Linked DNA regions of Mus musculus: region 2 is linked to region 1. Evidence: chromatin contacts called from public HiChIP or PLAC-seq data. All regions are on one chromosome and are shown on one strand. Each heading gives the region's core, a stretch centred on a gene start, on an enhancer-like site or on the middle of the called end of the contact. The rest is flanking DNA. Distances are from core to core; before and after follow the strand shown.

Region 1 (2,819 bases), core at 229-2,728:
CTTTTCTCTTGGCTATTAAGAAACGCTTGTCCTAGATACAAGCAATTTTGTTTCCAGTTACACAGGAAACCATTGTCTTCCTGAGCTGTTCAACCACAGCTCGGTTGTGATGGCAATGAAACCCTTCAGAAGCCCTCTTTGTCGGCTCACTTTCTGAAAACAGTAAAGTGAACTCACCATCATGTGACAAGTCCCAATGAAAGACAGCAAAATGATTGTTTAGCTAATACTGCTAAAATTCCCACCAGCCCAGTAAGAAAAGTTACCCCTCTATAGGAAAGATCCCGGCTCCTCTCCACCTCGACCTCTCCTGCCCTTGATTTTAACCTTCACTTATGAGAACAGACTGTCCTAGTCTTCTGGGGGGCAGATTTTGCTTCATCTTGATTAAAAATAATGGCAAAGATTCAAAAAAGGGAGATATATCTCATACTTATCTACATACTAGAATATTTTTAAGCTTCTTTAATCCTCTCATCCGGCTAATGAGTTAGATGTAACATGTTCTCATTGTATGGATGATGAAACCAATAAAGAGATGTTACACAAGCTGTCCACAGTCTCAAGAGCCAGCTTTCAGCCCAGAGAGCCCGCCCATTCATCTATGCACTGACACTGTCTTGCACAAAGCCTCACACGGGGAAGGGAGGGAAGGATGGAGGGACTCTTCCAAACATGTCAGGACAGCCTCTAGGTGACTAAGCTTTGCTGTAGATCTTGGAAGTCATTGCTCACATCCATTTGTCAGTGTTTCTGAATCCTGGAAATGCCTAGCAGCTGGAGACAAGGGTGAGCAGAGCAGACTTTCCTGCCATAGACTATTTTAACAAGGAAAAGACAGGATGAGGGCTCCAAGCATAAAAGGCAGGCTCTGTGGAACACAGATTCAAGAAGAAAGGAGATTGTCAGTCATAGAGCAGATCCCACAGCCATGGAAATGAAGACCGTGGCCCAGTATTCTGTAATGTTCCTTCAAATCCAACATTCTACAGACTTCATGGACCTGGGAATGTACGGGACTCACTGGTCAAATGTTGGTGATCTAACAAGAATAATATAAGGGAATTTGGCATCAACTGGTATAGGGAGCAAAGGAAGGCTTGCGTGAGTGAAATCCTGAGGAGATATGGATTTTTATCATGGCCAAGGCTTTGTGGAGGACAGCAAAGGCCTGCCAGACACATGGCCAATTGACAAAGCTATTATCCATATGGGCCAGGCTGGGCGCAGCTGTGTCAAGGATGCCCAAGGCCTCACATGGGAAATAGGCAAAGCTGTTTCGCATATGAGCCAGGCTCAAGAGAAATTGCAAGGCTTTTCTTGGGAGTTCTGGTGTACTGTTTAGGAAGACTGATAAGTGTCTACAAAGTCTAGTAACTGTATTTCCTTCTCCCAGTGTGTACAAAGGCTAGCAACTGTATCTTCCTCCTCCGCAGTGTTTACAGACTGACACTGCTCATGCAGATCTCCTACCCCAGAGCCAACTAGCCCCGCCTTCTGTACCTACCTAATTTGGTTTCAGGTTGTGGAGAACTCCCACAGGACCCCAGTTTCACTGTCTGTGAGTCACATGCCCTTGCTACCTCTGGCCAGAGTTCTGGGACCCAAGTAAGTAGGGAGATGGCAACCTGGGTTCATTGTACTGAGAAAAAAAAAAAAAAACTACAATCACAGTATAATTTTAAATACACAAGAGACAAAGTGTTCCAGTCAGTGAAACAGATGCACAGTTCTCAGAGAGGCAGAAGTTATGTTTACAGACAGAATGGGTGAGCTGGGTGCACTGGTTCTTTGGAAGAGTGTCCACCCTGATCCACTCATAGCTCAGTCATTCTTATTCAGAGATTTACAGCCTAATATTGAAGATTGCCAAGGGTTATTACTGAAGGCTATCTCTTTGACAACCAACCATGTTGCCTGGCAACAATTTCCTTGTTGATTTATTATCTCTTCTTATCATTGTTTCTGTAACTTCCGCAAATCTATCCCTATTCTGTTCCCTCCCACATGAAATAAAGTTCCTTTATATTCTGGGCTTGCCAGGCAGCAGGAGAAAATGATGGCTTCATCAGACTTAATTGTGACATAAAAAGCTGGATGCTTCGCTATTATTTCAGCCCCAACTTCAGTTTGACTTTAAGGCATTACTTGAAATTCCTATCGACTATTAAAGCAACACTCGCAAAATCTTGTGACAGCTATCGCAGTCAGGATGGAAGAAACTGGGATGTGAAATTTCACGGTTTAGCTTCTCGTGTTGGGAGGATCTGATCAGAACTAGACTGCCTACAGGGCAGGGGTGGGGTGGGGTAAGGAGTCCAACCTTTGAACAATATAAAGCAGGAGGGTACGTGGTTCCTTTTTCTAGTGGTCAACATGCTGAAAGAGTCTTAGGTAGAACAGTTGAAATTTGAGGGATGTATTGTGACAGAAGTTAGGTTCATTTAAGCCATGAGGAATTTCGTTTTCCTCTGTGTGTGTGTGTGTGTGTGTGTGTGTGTGTGTGTGTGGTATGTGTGCAGGTACATGTGTGTGGTGGTCCAAAGTGTTCTTAATTACTATACCTTATATATCAAAGCAGACTCTTCTCCCTAAACAAGCAGCATGCCATTTCAGCTGGTCTCACTAGTCAGTTTCCTTCAGGGATCATCTGCAAGGATTACCAGCGGCTGCTATGCCTACCCAGCTTTTACATGGGTTCTTGGGCTCTGAATATCTGTCTTCACAGTTGCCTGGTAAAGAACTTTACCCTCTGAGCTATTTCGTCAGGCCCCCGGAAAGAAAGTTAGATAAGTCATTCCTGGTGGATCTCAGAGCTT
Region 2 (2,827 bases), core at 288-2,787, 150 kb before region 1:
GCCCCCCATGGATGTCAAAGTCATCAGCACACGGGTCTGTGAGATAGGAACTCATGAGACTAGCACCTGTGCATCAAAGAGTAAACATGCAGTCTGAGCCCACATATCACCAACTCCAAAGTCTATGCTGCTCTGCTTGAAGAAAAAGGGAAGACCACCAAGAAACTGTAGATGGATTCAGGCACTCAGATGGGAGCATCATAAGCAATTCATGGGAGCCATCTTTGAGGTGTCAGGTGTGTGTCAAGGTCATTACTCCAGGAAATCGTAAATGAACATCACCCCTGTCTCTCAGTGGAGAAACATGAGTAGGTAAAGAGGCTTAGGAGCCATCTATCTCAAGGCAGCTCACTGTGGAAGGAAGAGTTTTGGGAGTTTCCTTTATCCTGCCCATGGAGGAGTGCCCATCTCCCTGACACAAGTCCTCTATGTGCCCCTCTCTCTGTCTTTAATATTTTCTAATCCACTGGAGTCATGTTCTTATTCTTATAAGTATGCTCACTCTGCCCTGTATTTAAATGTTTAATCATGTTTCCTTTATTGGTGGTGCCTGGAGTACTACCTTATTGTTTCATCCTTCTATTCCAGTTGCTTCTAGGAACCATGACTTAATCTCACTTCTGGTTCTTTCATCATTCCATGGAGTTTGACTTCCAGTCCAATATACCCCAAAACTCTCCCCAAGGAGTCATTAGTACACTATCCTCTACACAGCCAAACATACACAGAGCTTATTCTATTTTCTTCAGTGGTGACATTTAGTCCTTCAGTTTGGACTTTCCTGATTTTCCAAGTGACCTTTCCACTATTGTTTTTCCTCTTCCTCCACATCCTTTATCCTGCTCTGAGGTGCTTGAACATTCCACTCCTATGCTATAGTGTTCTTGAACAGAACAGGACAAGTTTTAACTGGTCTTGTGAGTGTAAAAGGAGATTAATATTCTGTATATATCAATTAATGCTGGAAATTAATACAGACACAGTTGCTCCTTAAACAGCTACTTCCCCAAATAACCACAGAAAGACCTTATAATATCTCAAAGCCTATGCCTTGGCTGGGCATACACTCAACTAGCTCATCTAGTTAACCTGATCACTTATCCAGCAGGTGGCTAGCTATACTTTCTAGCCCTGTAGTCATATCCATCTCCCAGCTCGTGTCTCTTTGTGAAAAGCCTTTCTTTTTATTCTCACCAGAGTTCCTTTCTCCCTATGAGGAAGGTTCATCTTCCTCTCTCTACCGCCCAATCATATGATTTAGCCTTTTATTGACCCATTAACTAAAGCAAGGTTTGCACAACAAAAGCTGGTTGATGTGTGTGAAAATACACCAACACCAGACCAACTCCAACACGTGAGCTATAGACATTATTAGTCATGAAGCTGATGTGGGCCCCTTCTCTAGTTCTGAAACTAAGTCATCTAAATTTTTATCTCCTCATTATTTGCATTTTTCCCTTTCATATAACATACTGATCTAATGTGCACACTAAAGTCCACCCAGTGATTTCGATTCGAGTAGTGCACACCAAGGTTGAATGTCATCACATTCTCTTTGCCCAGAGAGTGACCACAAACACAAATGAGAAGGCAGAGCCTAAGAGAAACCACAACAGAGTGATACATGAGGGATGATTCACATGTTCAACTTGATGGATTCTAGAATCACGTGGGAGATGAACCACACCTGTTGATTAGGTTAATTGAGATAACAATACTTATCCAGAGAGGGCAGCCTCATTCCATGGGCTGGGGTCTTAAATGAGTAAAAAGAAGAATTTGAGCCGAAAATACTTTGCTTTCTTCTTCCCAAATGTGGATGCAAAGTTCCCACTTGCCTCAAGTTCCTGACATTATGATGGACTATAACCTTGAGTCGTGAGCGTCAAAACTGAATTCCTCTTTCCTTAAATTGCTTTTCTAAGTTATTTTGACACAGCAACAAGTAAAATAGCTAATATGCTTTGCAATGTTGGATATTCCTAATTATCTATGGGTTGGAACAACTGGATGAGGATGTGTGTCCAACATTGTGCATCATCGAGCAGAGCAAAAGTCATTATGCTGAAGCCTTCTGTGCTCTGCTGAGACATCTGTCATCAGTCTCACAACCCTGCCAACCACTGATCTTTTCTCTTTGTAGTTTCACCTTTTTTATAATGTCAAATCACTTTAATTGCATAGAATGGCCCTTTTAATTCAGTAATATACACATAAGGTTCTTGGATGTCTTTATATGGCTAGGTATATTGTTTTCAGGAATGAGTAACAGTCCATAGTGTGGTTGTGAGACCTTGGTCTTTTCCTCTGAAAGCATTCAGCTATATCTCCACTGACATTTGAAAAAATACCAAATCCTATGATTCAGAGACTGAGTGTGTTGATCTACCCAAATTAATTCTCACACTGGGGTTTCTTTTTCTCTTTTAGTCTAGGGGGCACCCCCATAAACAGTTTATTAAGATGAGGACATATATAATCACATCTGTGTTTTACATCCTGACCACATATGAGAATTACATCATGGGAGGCTATTGTTATGGGCAATGGTGAAAAAGAGGTGTTTCAGGGTCTGCTTGTGATCCAACACAACTGAAAAGTCAGTTCAGGAAATAAATGATTATTGCTATCAAGCCACTACTGATTGATCAGGGATGCAAAACAGACTTGGGAGTTGAACTGTGACTGTAAGCCAAAAAATTACAGAGCTTTTAAGTATAAAAATAAATCACAAAAGCCACATTTGTGGGGTTTTTGTCAAGTTACAGTTTGATTTCCTACCCATCACGATTCAGGGACAGGGGACTTTCCTAGGAACATTTCTTCG

The links. HiChIP or PLAC-seq counts read pairs in DNA pulled down with a chosen protein or histone mark.
Region 2: a CTCF HiChIP or PLAC-seq map of CD8 T cells shows a contact between it and region 1, with 6 read pairs. The contact joins two enhancer-like sites. A contact is called at or near these places in 1 of 39 promoter capture datasets (the C10 cell line), 1 of 15 datasets of contacts at CTCF or cohesin (CD8 T cells) and 2 of 9 other capture datasets (adipose tissue and liver).

The regions. Positions count from the first base shown.
Region 1 is chr13:32,830,745-32,833,563 of GRCm38.p6, reverse strand. No RefSeq gene overlaps it. Among named protein-coding and RNA genes, the nearest start is that of Serpinb1a, 19 kb to the left of the region's middle. Within about 2 kb of position 1,478, at least 119 of the 459 cell types and tissues checked have an H3K27ac peak or open chromatin away from gene starts, as enhancers often do. A contact at or near this core is called in CD8 T cells, where this site is marked.
Region 2 is chr13:32,981,596-32,984,422 of GRCm38.p6, reverse strand. No RefSeq gene overlaps it. Among named protein-coding and RNA genes, the nearest start is that of Serpinb6b, 18 kb to the right of the region's middle. Within about 2 kb of position 1,537, at least 9 of the 459 cell types and tissues checked have an H3K27ac peak or open chromatin away from gene starts, as enhancers often do. A contact at or near this core is called in CD8 T cells, where this site is marked.